Regions from separate parts of the Gossypium arboreum genome. Here region 1 is linked to region 2. A link is a contact called in public Hi-C data. All regions are on one chromosome and are shown on one strand. Each heading gives the region's core, a stretch centred on a gene start, on an enhancer-like site or on the middle of the called end of the contact. The rest is flanking DNA. Distances are from core to core; before and after follow the strand shown.

Evidence for each region. Hi-C and Micro-C count contacts between places; a contact is called where the count stands out from the background.
Region 1: a contact with region 2 is called in a Hi-C map of leaf, with 5 times the contacts expected there. The contact joins the promoter of LOC108486256 here to the promoter of LOC108484363 in region 2. A contact is called at or near these places in 2 of 5 Hi-C or Micro-C datasets (both in leaf).

What each region holds. Positions count from the first base shown.
Region 1 is chr6:91,120,203-91,125,257 of ASM2569848v2, reverse strand. It overlaps LOC108486256 (plasma membrane ATPase 4-like), which reads right to left and starts at 2,393. Exons shown (of 16, transcript XM_017790215.2): 1 at 1,936-2,393; 2 at 491-610; 3 at 167-403; 4 at 1-85. The coding sequence starts at 1,992.
Region 2 is chr6:90,866,025-90,871,196 of ASM2569848v2, reverse strand. It overlaps LOC108484363 (cryptochrome DASH, chloroplastic/mitochondrial), which reads left to right and starts at 2,993. Exons shown (of 13, transcript XM_017788121.2): 1 at 2,993-3,441; 2 at 3,654-3,793; 3 at 3,889-4,113; 4 at 4,224-4,349; 5 at 4,449-4,523; 6 at 4,646-4,762; 7 at 4,871-4,917; 8 at 5,090-5,166. The coding sequence starts at 3,048.

The DNA.
Region 1 (5,055 bases), core at 1,144-3,643, 250 kb before region 2:
CTATGTCTCCCAATTTAATAGTGATAATGTCCCCTGGAACTAGAATTGCTGCTTCTTGCTCACTCCATCGGCCATCTCTAAGAACCTATATTATGTTACAAGGACATGATTAAAATAAGACAGATGATTCGACAAACTGTTGGGTTGCTGAATGTATAATTTTCACCTTAGTTTTCGGAGCAAGATTAGCCATGAGAGCAGCTGCAGCGTTACCAGCATTATTTTCTTCAATAAAACTTATGGTGGAGTTGATGACCAACAAGACAATGATACCAACGAAGTCCTGCCAGTCCGGAGGCCTTCCATCACCATTTGCCAGGGCAATAGCCATTATAGCAGCAGCTTCCATGACCCACGACAAAGGGTTCCACATAAAACCCAAGAACTTGAGCACCTTGCTCTCCTGTTTGCAGAGTAGCATACTATGTCATGCATAAATATACAAGCTGAAAATGTACGAACTCATATGCAAGTGGTTTATGGCATGAACCTTTTTCTCCTCTAGTTTGTTTGGTCCAAAGACTTGAAGGCGATTGTTGCCTTCCTCGGTTGACAAGCCTTCCCTCGAACATTTCAGTTGCTCGAAAACTTCCTCAATAGGAATCCGTTCCTGTAAACAATTATCATTTAGCCAAACGATAGAAAATGCACTTACGGAGTATGTTTGTTGATTTTGGTTGTCATCCGTGCATGAACTGCAGATTATTATTGTCTTTAATCTCAAAAAGAATTAAATAAATTTTCAATCGATTGCAGCTGAATAAAGATTTAACTGACCCAAGTTACTCCTACTCGTATGAATAGTTAAAATTTTCGAACTTTTTACTATAGTTAATTTTTGTAGAGAAAATCCAAGAATTCACACCTATGTGAAATTGAAGTTGATCAAAGTGACCGACATGATTAAACAAACCAAATCCAAACACATAGGAGGGAATATCATTTTCTCAATTTGCATTTCAAAAAGCCGTATTAAAGTCAAAAAGCCCATCAATTTTGAAATAACTAATTTTAATAGAACTTTATTTAGGAATAGGCGTAAGATTAGACATAATATGACCCTCTGATACGGCCATTCACACTAGTGAAAACCCTCACCAAAAGCTGTTAAAGAATTAGATACTTCCCCCCCCCCCCGAATATTATATAATAAAAAGGTACTTATTAGCTAATTCCAAAGGAAAAGTCAACTAAAATAATTCAAAAGCGGAAAACTCTACTTGCCCAACGGGAAGCGCATATGTGAAATTAATAATAGCAAAAATTATTTCACACTGACAGAAGTTAGTAAAATTAAAATTTTCACTGACCGTATATTAGATGATACTTTTAAAAATATCCTGATATTAATAACTTGTTTAAAGTTAATGATAAATATATGGTATACAGAGAGTGAAACGATGGAATGTCTATTTATGAGATAGAAATATGGTAGAAAATCTTATCAGAAAGATATATAATATCGAGCTATTTAAATCGAAGAAAAAAAAAGATAGAATTAAGCTTTAAATATCATAAAAAGTAACGGCAAATCGTAACCAAGCGTGTCGCTAAAACATGTTTGGTGTGCACGAAATTCTTGAAAACGGAAGAAATAATATTATTTGACTCGTAAATCTTGACTCTTCATATACAAACAAAGGAAAACAAGGGAAATCATTTTTTTTCACTCTGTTTGGTTAAAATTCATAAAAGTTGAGAAAAAGCACCGTTTGAATCACCCATGATAATGAACCCAAAAAAAAAAAATCACGCATGATGAAATCTTATCAGTTAACCAAAAAGTAATGGAAAGATTCCCCTGTTTCGATTGAAAACGGGAAACTAGATTCGAATATATATATAAAATCGCTTTTCAGTGATAGAGAAAACCAAACAGAAACCAGCATGCATGTATTGGAATTAAAAAGATTTATGTGAAAGAAAAGAGAATACCAGATCAACGGACTCGTTTTTGATCTCCTCAAGACTGATGCCTTTTTCGCCTCCCATCTTCTAAGCTTAGTGGTTGAAGCAGCAGGGACTAATGGAAGAAGGTATTGGAATTGTAAAAAATAAAGGAAACGCCAAAGAAACGCTTAAATACTCACATTCAGAGTAAAATACTAACAAAAAAGTCTAGGAAGAAAAATGAGAGACGTATCCCAGTTTTTTTCTGACCTTTTGGGTATTAGAAACGTAAATGAATGGAGTGTGGGTTAGAGTTGGTGAGTTTATATAGGTGTTAAGTGAGGGAAGAGGAGGCTGCCCCTTGGGAATATATAGTAAGCCGAATGAAAAAAAGGAGAAGAGCACCAAGGAGGGTTGGGCGGTGGGACCCGCATGGGCTGGTCCTTCTTCTTGCCCGCTTTGACCCGCCACGCGCCGCTTCTTTCTCTTTTCTTCACTTCACACATTTGTCTCCCCAATCTCTACGGACTTTTCCTATCCTCTTCTTTTATCTTTCTTTAAATTAAAAGTTACGCATTTTAGTCTCTCTGATATATTAAAATTTGGATCTAACTCTTTTAGTTTAATTTAACATAATTCCTCCATTTCTTTTTTATAATATTAATTTCTAAATCTGTATTGTGTTTTTAATTATTGTAATTAGGATAAAGTAAATTGTTAAATATAATTAAAATATAATATTATAATAAAAAATACATATACTTTGATTTAATATGCAATTTGATACATAAAACTTTTATTATGGTTCAAATATATATATATATATATATATAAAACTTTACTTTTGATTCAATTATACATATTTAAATAAATAAATACATTAATTAATTTATGTATGTAATATGTAACCTTGAAATATTTTATAATGATAATTGTGTAAGTGATTTATAAAAATCAAATCAAATGAAGATCTCACGTATAAAAATACACAAAATCAAATTTCATATATAATCTTATACATTTATCCAAAATTTATATATAATTTTAAAATTTATCCATGATAAAAAAAATTCAATTCATAATTAAAAAGTTTTTAAGATATTTAATATGCAATATAATGTTAGTACAAAGCATGTCCTAAAAGTACCACCCGAAGAAGTGAATAGTGTGAAGCTAGTATTTATGATCGAGGATTTCGTGGTTCAACATGTTTTGCTGATGCACCAAGCCCTTTGACCTTCTTATTATTAAAAAAAAAAAACAAAACAAAACAATATTATTCAAAATAATAAATAATAAACATAAAAAATATATCACTTATTTTCATTATTCAAATATAGTGCTAATAAAAATTTGGTTAAAAGGTTTTAAAAGTTCTTAAGTACTTTTACTTTTTTCCTTTCAATTAAACATTTGAGTATTAAAATTACAATCAATTAAGTCATTTAACAATTAAAGTTAAATGTCAATCGTTATAGAGTAACAACAACTCCTTTTTTTTAGTGTTTTTACCATGTGACATAGTAAGATCGTATGTGCCAAATAGTAAAACTGATATTTTATATTTAAAATCATTAAATAATTATAAAATTATAAATATAAATTATTAATTTTTTAAATTATAAAAATTGCAAAAATTATAAAAATAGTATAATAAAAATTTATATAATTAAGAAAAATAAAAATTGTAAATGTTATGAAAAATGTTTAAAATATAGAAAATTATTAAAACTATTAAAAATGAAAAGTGCAAAAATCATAAAATATAGAAAATTACAAAACATAAAAAATGTTTACAATTTCATATATAGATAGTCCCGATTATACTTGTCTTCTCAACCGATTTATCCACTTTAGTTTACATCTCAAAACACTTCCCCATCATTGACAATGGACAAAGGGATGCAAATTTGGGGAGGTATGTGGTGGATGAGCACAACAGATAACTTCAATGATCAAATAAATATTTTATTATTACATCTCAAACTTTCTCAACTCTCTCAATCTTTTTGTTCTAAATTTATCGATATTCTCACCTTACAAATTATTTTTTAATTATATCATATTTTATTAGTTCGGATTACTTTCTCACAAATGGTTGCCTCTCTAATTCTTTTTGACAACAAGCATGTTTTCGCCGCCCAAGTAGTAATAGTAAGACGAAATTTTAAATTTCGTTATTTTCAATTATGTTAATTTTTTTTTTGATAATTTGAAATAATTTTTTATGTTATAAATAGGTGGATGATCGAATTTTGGAGGAGTTCATACAAAATATGAAAATCATCCGATCCTTCAAATTCGTGACTACTTGTAAGAGGTTGGATTCTTGCATATGTCTCACATGCTCAGGGGTTGCAAACTCGACCCTACACTAATCAGCGTGTTGGTGGAAAGATAGAGGCCCGAAACACACACTTTTCACCTTCCATGTGGTGAGTGTACAATCACACTCGATGTCATAGTGTTACAACTCGATCTACTGATGGACGGGCCAGTCATCACGGGATTAATGATTGTTTTCTGTAAAGTGGACCTCTGCAAAGCAACGTTAGGGAAGGTCCCAAACAGGTTTGATGGTGGTCGAATATCGACCAATTGATTGGAGGATAATTTCAATAAGCTTTCTAAATACCCAAATGAAGAGGTTATATAACAATATGCCCAAGCATTTATCATTAGGTTAATCGAGGCATTTTAATGCCCAATAAATCTCAAATTTTGGTGCATGTAAGGTGGCGACTATATCTAATGGACTCTAATCAATGCAGAAAACTAAGTTAAGGATATGTCATTTTGTCCATGTTATACTGGGAGTTGCGTCACACCACGATACCGAAAATAATGTCAATCAGTGGTTGCCTACTCCTACTGCAATTATGGGCTTGGTGGCGACTACCGTTTCTACGTCCCAAAGTAACCGACCTATACGTGTTCCCTTTGGTGATAAGAAAAACATCATTTATTAATAAACACGTAATTTGTATAGTAAATATTTTTATTTATATGTTTCGACTAATATATCGCTTGTATAGGTGGAACCACGGACCATGTTACGTTAGAATGCCTGAGGAGCTAGAAGATTTTAAGTTGTTGTTAGACCAACGCTCTAAAGCTAAGGTTAGTTACTTATTCTTTCGAACCTATATTAATTACGCAATGATT
Region 2 (5,172 bases), core at 1,744-4,243:
TATGGGCAATGGTCATATATACATGGACATGAGATAGGAGGGTTTTATCCCCAAAGTAAGCCAAAAAAAATGTGAGCGTTTGACTGAATCGAATCAAATCAAATGAAAAATGTAATTTTTTAATAAAAATTATCTTAAAAGATAATATGTGAAATTGATACAACATAAAATTTTAACACGAATATTTTATTACATCAAGAATTCAATTTTAATAGAAATTTATAAAGATTTAATATGATTAAACAATTAAATAATATAAATAGTATAAAATATGAAATTTAATTTAATAATATAAATAGTAGATATAAATAATATTGTTACTATTTAGGTCTTGGGGTTTTTTGGTATGCTTTTTAATTTGGGATAAAAGGTGAGAGGTAAAAGTTTAGGAGAAAAATAAAAAGTTTTGACCGTTGGGGTAGTAAATTTTTAGAGGGAAAATAAATGTGGAGAGTAAAATTTTGAGGGAGAAATATTCAAAAATAAATTTGGGGAAGACTTGGGGGGGGGGGGGAGATGAGAGGAGAGTAAAAGTTTTAGAGAAAAAGTGAGAAGGAGAAAGTTTTGGGGGAAAGTAAAAAGGTTTGGGAGTTTGGAGTACAGATGTAAAATATTATAATTTGATATTTGATTTATTCGAATTCAAAAATTAAACTCGAATCGAACTCAAAATTCAAAATAAAAATTTAAGTGACTCAAATTACTCGATTAACTCGATTCGTTGAACTTAAAATTTAATTTTTTTTAATTTTTTCGAGTTAGACCGAGTTTTGCTCACCCATATGCCAAAGGAACCAAAGCTAGCTCAAATGTCAAACCTGTAATATGTTATGTAATGGGGTAAATTGTCCAATTGAATACTTAAAATCTTTGTAATTTGGTCACCCAATTTTTAAGACGTTTTCATTTTAGTCACCCAAGTATTAAATTATTATGGCAGTTAATTGTACACGTCAAACCATGCACATATTATGTTTACACTTTTATTTTGATCATCCAACTTCTAGTGTCAATAACTTAAATTTTTCACATTGCAATCCGTGCAACCTTAGGCAATTTCTTCATTCCAAAAATGTCTAAGTCAACCTAACTCCCAATAATTGAGATTCATCAGAATTCCTTTAAGGCATTAACGAAGAACAAAGTGGAAACAACACAAAAGTTGAAAAGAACTTGAAAGATGAATAAAGCCACAAAAAAGCAAGAACACTACAGAGAATGTTTGAGTGAATACTCTCAAGAATTATATTACTCACTGAATGAATTACAATGAGGGAGAGAAATCTCTATTTATAGTTGAGTCCTCCCAAAATCAACTGTATAGATCAAAATACATCAATTGTTAGGATTAAAAACTATCTACAAATCAAATCTCTAAGATTATAAAATCATATTTTCTAATATTACATATCATATTGAAGGTTACATATCTTCAAAAATCACGTTCCATATTTGCAATGTTTTGTAGATGGGTTTTCAATCTTTCCAAGCAACGGACCAATCTAATTGGGCCAAATGACCTCTCTTAAAGATGATTGATCACACGAATGTGTCATGGTTGTAGGCTCCCATGAGCAACCCGTGGCACTAGGTCGTTTTTATTTTGGTCACAAAGAAATAATTTTTTTAACTCTTGATCTAGATTAAATTTTTTTTTACGGATTAAAGTGAAAAGAAAAAAGAAACTAAAATAATGCATTAAAAGTTGGCAAATAGCATTTGTTTTTTCCGTTGCTGAAAAGTTTAAAATTTTCTTATCAGTTTTAAAATTTTAAATTTCAGAACATCAAAATCAATTAAATAAATTTTTAAAATTTTTATCCCTTAATAATGTCAACGGTTTGTTACTATAATAATGAAATTAAAAATTAATTAATTTATTCTCTTCTAAATTTTAAAATTTTATTTTATGTTTACTGATTATGCTAAATAAAATAAATTTAAATAACTCATATTTAATAATTATTTGTCGAACTTAAAATTTCTTTAAATTACATATTCTTGAATCTTCATGCTAAGTTAAAAGCAAAGAAAAATTCGTGCAATTAATTAAATTAATTACTTGTTGGGTAAAACAATGATGAAAATATTTGTAGGTTTTGTTTGGTGTGAAAGATAAAATTAATTAATTTAATTAATTGTAACGACTATTCTTTGTTTTAGCTTAGCATCCAAGATTTAAGATCATATAATCAAAATGAATTTGAATTTTGTAGACAATTATTAAAAATGAGTTATTTAAGTTGAAAAATAAAATTTTAGTTTTAGGACATTGAATTAATTAATTTTATTTTTATAGTAACAAATTGACTGTCACTATTAAGAGATGATTTTTCAATAATCTATTTAATTAATTTTGATGTTTTAAAATTAAAATTTTCTAATATTAAAAAAGAAATTTAGAATTTTCAAAAATAGGTAAAAAGTATAATTTAATAATTTTTAATGTATTATTTTAATTTCTACTGTTTTTCACTTTAGTTCTTAATTTTTTATCCTGATCAATACTTTAAAAAAATTTAGATGACAAAAATGAAAGCGATTTAAAATTAGATAACTAAAATGAAAGTATAAATATTATGTTGTGTGTACAGATAAAAACACTTTAAAAGTTGATTGAGGAAATAACAAAATTTTATTTTGATGACTAAAATAAATGTGTTGTAAAAATTAGGAATCAACCAAGAACAGATCTAAAGAGACGGATAAAACATTTTAAAAATTATAAAATATAAATTATAAAAATTATAATTATAATTTTACTTATCATAAACGTATATAATTTAATTCTGATGTTAAATTTTCTTTTTGTGAATTCAGCCCGGTATCAACTAGGTAATTCAACCATTGTAATGTAACCTGTTGTTCTGTTCTGCTCTCCAACGACTGGCAGAGGCGACGATGATACAAATCAATTAAGACTTATCCTCTGGTTCAGAGAACGCCACGTCCATCATGTCCACGTGTTAACTTCTTAAGTCCTTAAAGATTTGCTTTGCCAGCTAGAGTTAGAAACTATAAAACTAGAAACTCCAACGACTCGCTATATGGCTGTTAATATCATTCTTCCTCTCTCATCGCTTTCACTTTGGAATACTAAAAAACTCATTTATTCTACTCAAATTAGGTTCCGGATCATGAGCTTGGCTTCAAAATCCCAACCCCAATCTGTTGCATCCTCAGCAGTGTACCAGGTTCCGGGGCTAGACTCCCATGAAATGGACAGCACTGCGGACAAGACCTTTGAAAGGTACTTATCAAACACAGCGAAGAGGAATGGGAAAGGGGTTTCCATTGTTTGGTTTAGGAATGATTTGAGGGTGTTAGACAACGAGGCTTTGTTTAAGGCTTGGGTTTCTTCCCAGGCTGTTTTGCCTGTTTACTGCATCGATCCTCGTCTCTTTCAGACCACCTATTACTTTGGTTTCCCTAAGACTGGAGGTATCACTTTTCTTCCTGCTTTCTGGGTTGTTGTTTCTTGCTTTCCTTTTTGGATATTATCGTTTGATTTGAAATATTGACTGGCCATAATCATAAATTGGCTTTGACATCAAATCATTCGTTTAGTTTAGTAGCTCAGCCTAACATGAAGCAATTCTCGTAGTCTTATTAAGGGCCTTATTTCTTTTTGTTTTCCATTTTTTTCGTGCTAGCTTTGAGAGCACAATTTATCAATGAATGCTTGGCTGATTTGAAGAAAAATTTGATGAAGAAGGGCCTTAATCTTCTCATTCAACATGGGAAACCAGAGGACATTCTACCTTCTCTTACAAAGGCTTTTGGAGCTCACACAGTTAAGTACTGCCTACCATATTAATGTCTATATGACTTAGAATTACTAAGCCATCGTGTTTACACACTGTTTACTTCCAAGACTACTCTGCTCAGGTATATGCTCATAAAGAAACCTGCTCCGAGGAGCTACAAGTTGAAAGATCGGTTGCACGAGGTCTGAGACAGGTGGTGTTATCAACTGCCCAAGGGAATTCTAGCAGGTCAAGTTCAACCCACAGCCCTAAGCTACAACTTATATGGGGCAGCACTTTGTATCACTTAGATGACATTCCATTCAGTGTCGGCAGTTTGCCAGATGTATATACTCAGTTCCGTAAGGCACGATGCTAAGTTGTAATCATTTTGGGTTCATTACAGTCTAATCTAGTGTGAATGATTACATTGAGGTTTTTCACATTAGATTTTGTTGACAAAGTTATTACTTTCAGTCCGTCGAAGCTAAATGCACCATCCGAGGGTGCATCAGACTTCCAACATCTCTCGGTCCACCTCCTAGTGTTGATGATTGGGGAATTATTCCTTCAGTTGAGCAGCTTGGACTTCACTCTGAAAAGGCAAGTTGACATGTCATATATACTACTTGAACAAATTAGTATGCTATAATCATTGAGAATGTTAGTGCTTACAGTGATTTCTATCCCCATTTATGACAGGTTGTAAAAGGAATGAGATTTTTGGGAGGTGAAACTGCTGCATTGAGCAGAGTTACAGAATACTTCTGGAACAAGGCAAGATTAATTGGCTTATTACTTTTATGTGAATCATAGAATAGTCGATTTAGTGAGGTAAAAATAGAAATTGCTTGGATTATGCTGCCTTCTTAATCAGTCTCACTTTCATGCTTATATAGGACTTGTTAAAAATATACAAGGAGACAAGGAATGAGATGTTAGGGCCTGATTACTCAACAAAGTTTTCTCCATGGCTTGCTTCAGGAAGTCTCTCTCCTCGGTTCATATATGAAGAGGTAGCAAAACTTGCTAATTTTTTCCCCCTTTGATGCTATTGAATAACCATGTTATATAATGAAGACGATGATTATAACTCAGGCAGGTATGCTGATTAATACTATTAGGTAAAGAGATATGAAAAGGAAAGGCAAGCAAATGACTCCACATACTGGTACCTTCTATTGCTCTAGCTCTTGGCAGAAAACTTGATGAATTTTGAAATTTCAGTTTGTGAAATGGAATATACATGATTGGGATGGCATCTATTGTTTAATCTCATATGAGGCTTGATCTTCACTAAAATCTTATTTTTCTTTCCTCAATATCTATGGACATTGTTGCAGGGTATTGTTTGAATTGATATGGAGGGATTACTTCAGATTCATTTCGATTAAATATGGAAATTCCCTTTTCCATTTAGGTAAAG